Linked DNA regions of Cricetulus griseus: region 1 is linked to region 2. A link is a contact called in public Hi-C data. All regions are on one chromosome and are shown on one strand. Each heading gives the region's core, a stretch centred on a gene start, on an enhancer-like site or on the middle of the called end of the contact. The rest is flanking DNA. Distances are from core to core; before and after follow the strand shown.

Region 1 (5,749 bases), core at 439-2,938, 170 kb before region 2:
ATGAGCAGATACCAATGAGGGAAAAACAAAAGTAAATGCAACATCAGAGACTGAAGGGTAGTGTTGAGACACTAAACAGACACAAACCCAAGCCTGTATCACTTCTGAGCTTTCCAGGTCATGAACTTTTCCCACCATTGTCCATCCAGTTATTATTTCTGGATGGTCCACCCTGCCCCAGGCATAAGAGATACAGTGGCAAACAAAATAGGGCCTCCATCTAATAAAATGACAACAGCTACATCACCATGATAATTGCTACCTGCCACCACAAGGTAGGTATAGTTTCACACAGGGCTGCTGCTCACAGCCTCTTCAAGGAACCTCCCAAATTATCTCAACTGTGAAAGTTCAACCTGAGGCAGGACTCCACAGAAATCTGTTGCTCTCCATCCATATAAGGAAAGAAACTGGATCTTATCTTTACTATTCTCCCTCTGTACATCAGGTAACAAAATGATGCTGCAGCTAAGTGTGTTTAATTTACCTATCAGAGTCCAGGTCTCTTGATGCTACTATCTGAGAGGTAAAATGACATGTGTTGACATTAGAACCTTGAACCATCTAAAAGTAGACAATATACCTTTCTATGGTACTTCTGCCTCAAAATTCCTGCTCTATGCTTAAAATGTTATACATTGACAGTATGAAACTCAATCCGTGGGAAAAGATGGTTTTCCCTAGAGTAAAAACATATATATATATATATATATATATATATATATATATATATATACATACATACATATATATATATATATATATATATCTCAAAGTTCATGCTGAGCACCCCTTGAAATGTGATATTACATTAGTAAATAATACTGAAGGGAAATGGTTGTGTAGTAAATTTCTGAAGGAGGACTAAAGGAAATGAGAAAGAGCAGTGACAACTTACATACAGGACCTGCATCAAGGAAAGTGTACACCACCTCATTTGGACACTGGGGCTGACATGTTGGAACACCACACAGTAAAACTGAAAGGGGAATGACAGTTCAGTAATATAATGAAAACTAAAAACCACTCAATTTTTCTAATTTTGGCAAATATGTACATAAAATCATGTGATTAAGATGGAAAAAACATGTTTGTATGTGGGATAATGTAATTGATATTCATTCATAAATCATGTGCTGCTGACATTCATTTGTGAGCACATTTTACATTTTAAATTCAGAGAATTTAAGCAATTTTAAACTTGCTAGTAACTATTAATTAAATGGATATAATATACTAACAATGGTTATAAAACACAGAAAGGTCTAATATAAATAATGAAGCTTTAAGACTTTGCATAAATGCAATGTGCAAATTTATCCACTAATGCTTAAACTTTAGCATTTTCAAATAATTCAATCTAAATGAACTAATTTTTAAAAAATATATTTATTTATTTTACATCCCAGTCACTATTTCTCCTCCCTCCTCTCTTCCTAGTTCCTCCCTTACTCCCCAGTACACTCCTCCTCCCTTTCTGTTTAGGAAAAGACAGGTCTCCCATGAGTATCAACAAGACATGGCATATCAAGTTGCAGTAAGACTAAGCACCTCCCATGGATTAAAGCTGGCCAAGGCAACCCAAATGACCTAAATTTTATAACTAGAAGTGAATATTCAAGTACATTCTTCAAAACCACAACCGAGATTCTAAGCAGGATAGAACAATGTTTAATTATCAACAGACCAACCTGGTCAGTGTACCCAGGAAGCTGGACTACAGACCAACCTGTTGAACATGAGAACATAAAATTCTCAGACACGCCTGAAATCAGGCATCCTAGCTGTCCAAATCAAGACAGCCCTATATGGATCTGCAGCAATTATTGCTATGGCAGGAACTAGTAGAGCCAAAGACTGGCTCATCTGCTTAAAATAAAAATCTGGCTAGCAATTTATACCTGACACTATAAGGAAAGCTGAGAGTTCTAGTTTCATATCTGCCCCACCTAGCCTTGTTCTCAGTATAATTCTACTGTAGCTGGCACTGTGACAAAGGAAGTCACCTGAGCTGTAAGGTAAGAAGCCAAGAGAACATCTCAGCCTAGAGCAACTCTGAAGCAAATGGATACTGTGATTAACCTCTCCATTAGGGTCAGGTTCAAATTGTGAATAATTTAGAGATCCGTATGTCAACAGAGAATCCTGTACACACTGGCCACATCCACACAGATTTTATCTGGTTAGAACTGTGGTTACACTTTTCTTTTTAAATATGCTTTATTTTTTAAAGTAGTTTTAAATACAATGTAAAATTTACTTCAAATTATAAAGGTTGCCCAGGCCCCTCTTGTGCCTATAAAGCAATCTCTCCCACCATCAATGACCCACACTAGAGTGGTACATTTTTACAAATGAGAAATCTACACTGACAAACATATCATCCCATATCTGTAGTTTATATCAGGATTGTAATTTCTATTTCTTCCTAATTTAAACAGTCTCTCTCCCCCTCAATGAAGGGGAGAGAGGCTCGTAAGATTCAAGAAGTTGATGACATTTATGAAACTCAAAAAGATCCTAAAAGTTACAAGACTAAAAAGGTTCTTCCCTCAGAGACTCTCCCCACCAGTCTTGCAGCCAAGCTTTTCACAAAGCATGCAACAGCTCCAGGAGCCAACTTTTACAAGCTGTCACCAATGCTGGGGTGGGCTTTCTTGGATGTCAGTGCCTTTGAGTCATACATGCTCCTGCAAATAATCCTAAGAAACTCACTGGTTTACTAAGACAGACTTGGGTGCTATCATTTCTTTGATCTGTCATCAGTGCTCTATGAGGGATAAAGAAACATTTGGCTCATATATTCCCAAGGAAACTCACAAACAAGGGCTCAGAAACCATAATAAATGTATGAGAATTTTCTTAATGTTCTCCAAAACTTCCTGTATTGAAGGCTTTGTTTCAAGCTTGAAGTGTTATTGGGAGGTGGTAGAAACTTTAAGAAGTATAGCCTAATTGAAGAATATTGTTAGGCTAAGAGAGTATAAAGGTCTCTTTCCTGTTTTTGCTTGCTGGCTTCCTTGTGAGGTACACAGCTTTCCCATAACAAAGAATTCTGCTATAGTGTACTACCAAGTCATAGATCTTAAACCAGACAATTGACCATGGGCTGAAACCATGCAATAAATAATTTCTCATTTAAGTTGATTTCCCTCAGGTATTTTATCAGAATGGAAGACTAATAGAGCACTCCAATGGTTTGGGCATATCTACTATCCCAAGTATGGCAATTCAAAAAAAAAAAAATCTACCAAAGTTAACATTTTCCATTTGAGTAACATGGCTTTTGTTGTTTTTGTTTTGTTTTGGGTTTTTTGTTTTGTTTTGTTGGTTTTGGTTTGTTTTTTGTTTGTTTGGTTTGGTTTTTTTTTTTTTTTTTGGTTGTTTGTTTCTTTGTTTTTTGAGACAGGGTTTCTCTGTGGCTTTAGAGGCTGTCCTGGAAATAGTGTTGTGTTTTTAAAGCAAGGTCTTACTTTGTAGTTCAGCATTCTAACAGAAGTTGGCTGCAGGACTGAATTCACTCCCAGGCCCCAAACCTTCATTCTTGTTCCCGTGCAACATACCCACCAACTTAAGAATATGTATGAAGTATTTATATACATGTAATTCTTCTTGGCTAAAACTTTTCATTTTATTTTTAATTCTAACTTACGGAGATGAGGAAAATTTTTGCATCCAAGGAGAAGGAAATAATCATGGGGGGGGGGGTCCAAGTTCTCAAGGTATCTTTTCACTGCTTATGTGTTTCCTGTTTATTTTGATCCTTAAAAGACATGAAAGATATTTCTCAAAACAGCCTATTTTACTTACACCTCTGTATACAGAAGCTGACAACAAGCCCAAGAGGTGGAGTAACAGGAGAGAAGGGAGGAAAAGGTCACCAGCAAGGTTGAAAAGGAAAACATTAGCCGGGCAGTGGTGGTGCACGCCTTTAATCCCAGCCCTCGGGAGGCAGAGGCAGGAGGATCTCTGTGAGTTCGAGACCAGCCTGTTCTACAAGAGCTAGTTCCAGGACAGCCTCCAAAGCTACAGAGAAACCCTGTCTTGAAAAAAAAAGAAAGAAAGAAAGAAAGAAAGAAAGAAAGAAAGAAAGAAAGAAAGAAAGAAAGAAAGACAGAAAGAAAGGAAAACATTAATAAGAAGTCTACAGCAGGAAGACTATGAAGAGGCAGAGTTCAGCTGTCATGTCTATTACAAAGTCACATAAACCAAGGTAACTCAACCTCAAGAGAATTTCATTGCAATAGCTTTAAACTGGTATGAAGGAAAAGGGTTAGTATATTTCTTGGCTAACAAATTTCTAATGTATAAATTCATATTGAGCAGGTGTTTTCTTGTTAATCTCCTTGCTTCTCCTAACCCACACCACCCTGTCCTCAAGCTATTTAATCTCTACTGATGTCAGTTACACAATATAGCTCTATCCAAATTTGGCTAACAAACTCACTAGGCTCTTCAAAACCACATGACTACTGCCAGTTGAGTCTGAATACCTCTGCGCAGCCAAATAATAGCCCAAAATATTCCTTGACTTGTTAGTGCATGTGATATTTTATTTCACAGCCCCACTTCTCCTCAGATGATTAGATATGGCACGTGATGGAGACTAAAAGGTGTTAAACAGATACTAAACAATCAGAGAACACCTTAGTTCCTATATATTTGCTATGGGCTTGATTCAAAATAGCTTTCCAGATTCCCAGGGACAAACAATTGTCACTAGTTAGGATTCCAGCTTTATTTACAGAACAGTCATTAAGTGCCCAATTCACAACAGCTGTTCTTATTAGAACTTAAGACCAGAGGGAAAAATAAAAAGGGGGCAGGGAAAACATCTGATTTTATGTGAGGCTGACTAGTATGCTCAAGGGGTAGGTAAACAGGGTATCAATATCAGTTTTAAAGCATGGTTGTAACAAAAACAGTGCTAATACAAATAAAACAATCAAACTTTATGAAGGTAACACATAACAGCTATAAGCTTCAAGAGTACTCAGTCCAGCTGCTGTATTTGGAACCTATTTGGCAGCAAAGGAGGCACAACAGAGTGTGGGAAAGCAGAAGCTGTGTTCCCCTGTGTAGAGACCAAAAGGACTTTGACAATGGGATGCAAGAATTGAACTTTCCTCTTAGCACTGCTTTCAAAGTGTCCCATAGGTTTGGTTATGTTGTGTCCGCATTCTCATTGAATTCTAGGAAATCTTTAATTTCTGTTTTTATTTCTTCCTGGACCCATGAATTGTGCAATAGGGTGTTACTTAATTTCCATGAGTTTGTAGGTTTTCTGTAGTTCGTGTTGTTGTTGAATTCTAATTTTAAAGCATGGTGGTCTGATAAGACACAGGGGGTTATTTCAATTTTTTGTACCTGTTGAGGTTTGCTATGTTGCCAAGTATGTGGTGGATTTTAGAGAAGGTTCCATGTGGCGCTGAGAAGAAGGTAAATTGTTTTGTATTTGGGTGGAATGTTCTATAGATATCTGTTAAGTCCAACTGCGCCATAACTTCTATTGGTTCTTTTGTTTCTTTGTTAAGTTTCTGTCTGGTTTTCCTGTCCAGTGGTGAGAGTAGGGTGTTGAAGTCTCCCACTATAAGTGTGTGTGGTTTTATGTGTGATTTGAGTTTTAGTAATGTTTCTTTTACAAACGTGGATGCCTTTGTATTTGGGGCATAAATGTTCAGAATTGAGACTTCATCCTGATGGATTCTCCTGTGACAAATAGAAGTGACCTTCTTCATCTCTTTTGATT
Region 2 (5,261 bases), core at 1,881-4,380:
AAGCCACAAAGGAAAAAAAAAGTGTGAGGGGCTTTGGGTTTTGTTTTCTTTTTTTTTTTTTAAGGAAGAAAAATAATCTAAAAATTATGAGTGTGAGAAAGGCCCCACCTGGCATACTACAGGGGCCAGCTCTAACATGACTTCTTCCCCAGCTCATGTTCAAGCCCAAGTGTCTGAACAGATCCAGGATCCCTAGCCCCTGCCAGAATCAATATGAGAGGCTGTACACTACACCTCCTCCAAAAACCTCTTGGGTTTTTCTGAAAAGATTCTACAACAGTAAGCAAAGTCTAGCTACTTTCGGTGAAGGAAACACTGGGCAGTGACAAGCTAGAAAAAAGGGAAGACAAAATAAAGCAGGAAGGTTTAAAAAAATATGCAAACAAAATGTCAATGCATAACTCTTTATGAAACAAATAATAACCCAATCAAATAAAAACAGCATCGAAACATATAACAATACCCAGTACATGCTATAGACCCAAAATAGCAATACTAGAAAACAAGTTGATTCATCTCTTCCAGTAAACACTCCTTTTAGTTACAAGACATGGAATTTCAAATGACCTTTTGTAAATCACAACTTGAAAATTCAACAAAGACAAGCCACACTTTATAATAAAGTCAAAGATGAGACATCTAATAGATGGGGTGGGGGGTGGGGGGAGTGAGCAGGTTCCAGGAAGTGGCAGAGGCTGAACAAAGTGACACAAGGCTTTGATTTTTTTTTTTTTAATTCTTAAAAGCTTAGGTCAGGTCTCAACATAGCTTATATAAAAATGCAAATATACATACACACCTCTCTGAGCACACCCATTCACCAAGAAACTCATTAAATCCTTTAAGTTCTATACAGACACAAGGTGCTCACAGGGAGTTAAGCTAATTACATTTCATCTAAAGTGGTCTTCCACACTTCTCTGTGCAACCAGAAGTTAGCATTCATTCTTCCAGAGTGAATGATGATAACAGGTGACTGCTATCAATGGAAAAACAAAATAGACAGATACTCTCAACAAGGGCAGGCCAGGTTATGTGTTCCCAGGCATTATCTGAGACTTTGAGAATACATATGAATGGACTTCCTGGTGGGCAGGGAGACTGGGGTCCTGTAGAAAGGGCTCAGTGCTGGTGAGTTGAGAAAACTTCTCACTTTTCAAGTATGGGTGGGTACAGACTCATCACATTTGTGTAATGCAGGCATAACAGAGGTGCTTGCTTTGAGTCAACATGAATGAAAGGATGCTGTGAATACAACAGGTGCAGAAGATAAACTAGAGCTGGTAAGCGGGGAAGAAAGTCTATCTGAAGGTTGACAAAACTCAAGTACGCTTCCTCATAGCTACTGTCTGTCCACACTGTACACTTCATCTGCCAGTTTAAATCTAAAGGCTGTTTGTTCCTTGTGGAATCCAGCCCTGAATTTTCTGACGGTGGACCCTTTCAGGTGCTCTCATCATCATTTTCAGCTGGTCAGAACAGAGTCAAGAAGCAGAGTCTGAAACACATTATCTTTTTCTTTCCATTGGAGTTTCCCACGACCGGCCCCTAGAACACCTCACAGAATCCCAAATTTGTAATAGAAGAAAATGTCCGGTCTATGAGACTCTGATAACGCAAGCAACACCGCAGCCACCACGTTTATTTCCTTCTCTACCCTGAAAGTGTTAAAGGGGAAAACACAAAGTCAACTTCAGCTCCTCCCCGATGATGAAAATTGGCACGAATAAATTTATGTTCTGGCTGCTGGCCCTCACAAACCGTTACAAGAAAAAAAAAAAAGTTCACTATACTAAACGGCTCCAAATACTAATTCAAGGGAAGACAGCCTATCTCCACATCATTACATTGTAGCCTTCACAAAATGAGTGGGATGACTGCTAAATATTTATTATTAAATACATTTTAGAACTTTGGGGGGGGGACCTACAAAACCCAAGCTGAAACGTATGACCGTTAAGCACATGATGTCCACCATGAGCAGCAAAGACAAAACCGTATATAACGCTCCATGAAATCACCGTAGCAGGACAACCGTAAATTCTCAGTATCTCTTTCCGACACGACGATGGGAATGAGGCATCCAACCTGGCCTGAGGGGAGAGGTTTTACGGCTCTAACTCAGCCAGCACATCACACAACACGCCCGAACAATAGTACTACTATCTCCTCCCGCTGACAGGACCTAGTGCCTGCAACCTCGGAGAGATCCAACCCCGAAGTCCACTGACAAGTTTCGCATTAAAATCAGGCCATTCGGAGGCCGTCCCCAAGCATGGAACGTGGTGGCAGCGCACCGCTGCTGATGGTGGTGGTGGTGGTGGTGCTGCTGCTGCTGGTGTTGCTGGTGCAGCTGCACCAAGGACGCGGCGCCTCTCCATTAGGGCAGAGCGCACATCCCCACCAAGGCTATTCCCCGGCCGCCCCAAAGATTGCTCTATCTTGCTTCCTAGCCGGGCACTCCGGGCCCAGCCGCAGCGTGCAGGGGGCATCGCCGCTGCACCGCACCAGCTGAGCCTGGAGGGCGGGGGCCGTGGCACGCACACGCGCGCGCGCACACACACATACACACACACACTCACACATACACACACACCACAAGCAAGCACGCGCGCACACAGCACAAGCATACGCACACACATGCACCCGCCCCGGGGCTACCTCTCGGGGCCAAGGCCAGGGCCGGGTCCCCGCCGCCCCCCAGGCCCCGAGCGCGTCCACCCCGGGGTGACAGCGCGGCCCGGCCCGCGGGGCCCCGAGCGCGCGGCAGAGAAGAGGTGTCCGGACCCGGCCCGGACGCGGGGCTGAGGGGGTGCTGCTGTTACCTTCCGACAGCTCCAGCTCCAGTTCGGCCAGCCGGGCCCTCACCTCCAGCGGGAGAGCCATGCCTTCCAGGCTGCGGTCCGCCATGCTCGCCGCAGACGCCCCCGCCCTGCCGGCCTCCTCTTTGTTCGCCGACGGAGGGCTCCTCAGCGGCCGCCGCTCGAGCCTGGAGGTACCGCACCGAGGAGGCGGCGGCGGCGGCAGCGGCGGGCGGGCGGGCGGGAGGCCGGGCGGCGGCGGGCAGGCGCGCGGGGATTTTCTCCTCAGCCTCCTCAGCACCTCCTCAGCCTCGTCAGTCTCCTCAGCGCCTCCTCAGTCGCCTCAGCGCCTCGTCAGCCTCCTCAGCGTCTCCTCAGCGACTCCTCCGTGCCTCGTCAGTCTCCTCAGCGCCTCCTCAGCCTCCTCAGCGCGGCCCCGACCCTGACGGCGGCCTCGCGCCCGGCTTTCTCTGCGCGCCTCCCCCAGCCGCGGGCTCCGGCCACGTTCGGCCGGCTCCGAATCACGGGCCCGCCCGCGGTCACGGCCACAGGGCTCTCTTGCTGCTCCGCGGCCGCCCTGCCCCGGCGGGAGCGAGCGCCGCTGCGCGCGCACCGGGCAGCAGGAGGGCACGCGCGGAGAGGGCGGAGCGCGCGGACGTGCCACGGCGGCGCGCGCTCGGGGGGCGGGGCCTCCAGCGGCCACTTCGAGAGCGCGCTGGCGGGACAGTCTTGTTTGGCCTGGGGGCCTTCTCAACCCCAAGGCTTAGAAGACTCAAGGGGAAAAAAGAAAGCGTTCTGAAGTGCAGTTTAGCCTACTTGTTAAAACTTCAAATGTTCTGGATCTTTGAGGACTGATTTTTTTTAATGAATACTTTTAAAAGGGAAAAATGATACAGGTTTAAAGTTTAAAAGATTATGACCTTGAATCATCCACTGTTCTTGTCCAGGCATCACTTTCCCCATCTGTGGAAAGAAGACAGAGGAAATGGTTGGGTCTGTTACACGCTGGACAGCCTTTCCTGAGACTGAGGAATGCCTGTCATCACTGAATCTTTTGCAAGTGTCTTCTCCCCAACACCTACAATATTGTTTCCTTTTTGTTCTACTACCTCTTGTATGTTCTTTACCCTTTGGTCATTACCTCTGGAGTATCAATGGCTCTTCTGCATGGCTGATACCGAATCTGTATCTCTAGTCTGACTATTTGAGGGCACCATTACATAGCCAGATGTCTGATGAATAAACCTCACCTAGCTTCTCCTTAAACCCCAAACACCACAAAGCCAAAGAAAACCAACATCTTCCAACATTAAATATCCACTTGCTTTCTTAAAGTTTATTATTAATTCTTTGAGAATTTCATACAATGTATGAAATGTATTCTAACTCCTCCTAGGCTCATCCCCAACTCCCTAACCTCCCAACTTCATGCACCTTTTATTATTATTTAATAACCTATATGCTCCAATTTGTTCTGTCCAGATATTCCTGGGTGTGAGGCCATCCACTGTAGCATGGTCTACCTCCCAGTAGCCACACCCTTATAAAGAAAAACGACTCTCCCTTCCCCAGAAGCCATCAACTGTCCATAGAGGGGCGGGAGCTCATTAGCCCTTTCCTATGCCATGCTAGAATGCTGACTGGCTTGATCTTGTACAGGCAACCTGCTGTGAGGTTGTAAAACCAGAGGTTTGGTCTTGTCCAGATAACAGTTTTGCTCCAGTCCTCCTGAACCTATGGCTCCTACAATCTTTCTACCTGCTCTTCAGTGGTGGTTCCTGTGCCTTGGGAGTGATGTTATGATATAGACGTCCTATGTATGGCTGAGCATCCCACTGACACTTATTCTCTGCAGAATTATCAGTTGTGAGCTTCTATGCTAACCACTGCACAAAAACATTTCTCTAATGAGGGCTGAAGGCTGCACTAGTCTGTGGGTTGAGAGATACAAATCTAGAGGGCGGTTTGATGCCACATCTATTTAGCAGGATAATAACAGTAGGTTAGGTTCACTTCTGGAACCTATGATCTCCCCAGCCAGATTTGCAGTACCCAGCATATGTTTCCTCCTGTGCAGCAGACCTGGAATCCATTCAGAAAGCATTTGTGAAAGCCTATGACCTTGATCTTCACACATAGTATTCATGCCATTCAAGTTATTGTAGGGTTCAAAGCTGGGTAAGACTGTTAATGACCCGCCGCCCATCAACAACCTACATAGCACCTTCCAGTACAGCAGAGAAGAAGCTTCCTGATCAGCACTGGCTGGATTTCTCCACCCTGTGACCAGTGTGTCTTCAGCCCTAGGGTCTTAACTGTCATCTACCTGCTTTCATTAACTACTAGCATTTTCCTAATTATCTAGGCTAACACCATCCTAACTTCTCTATCTTCCTTGATCTCCACACATCTTTTGCTTCTCAGTCCCCTCAAACCTATCCCACAAAACTGATGATTATC

The links. Hi-C and Micro-C count contacts between places; a contact is called where the count stands out from the background.
Region 1: a Hi-C map of the CHO-K1 cell line shows a contact between it and region 2, with 3 times the contacts expected there. The contact joins the enhancer-like site here to the promoter of LOC100754252 in region 2. A contact is called at or near these places in 2 of 8 Hi-C or Micro-C datasets (the CHO-K1 cell line and liver).

The regions. Positions count from the first base shown.
Region 1 is chr3:233,708,535-233,714,283 of CriGri-PICRH-1.0, reverse strand. All of the region lies in intron 1 of LOC100754252 (disco-interacting protein 2 homolog C), which reads right to left. Among named protein-coding and RNA genes, the nearest start is that of Zmynd11, 320 kb to the left of the region's middle. Within about 2 kb of position 1,688, at least 1 of the 6 cell types and tissues checked has open chromatin away from gene starts, as enhancers often do.
Region 2 is chr3:233,540,131-233,545,391 of CriGri-PICRH-1.0, reverse strand. LOC100754252 (disco-interacting protein 2 homolog C) reads right to left here and starts at 3,130. Exons shown (of 37, transcript XM_027405067.2): 1 at 2,826-3,130. The coding sequence starts at 2,910.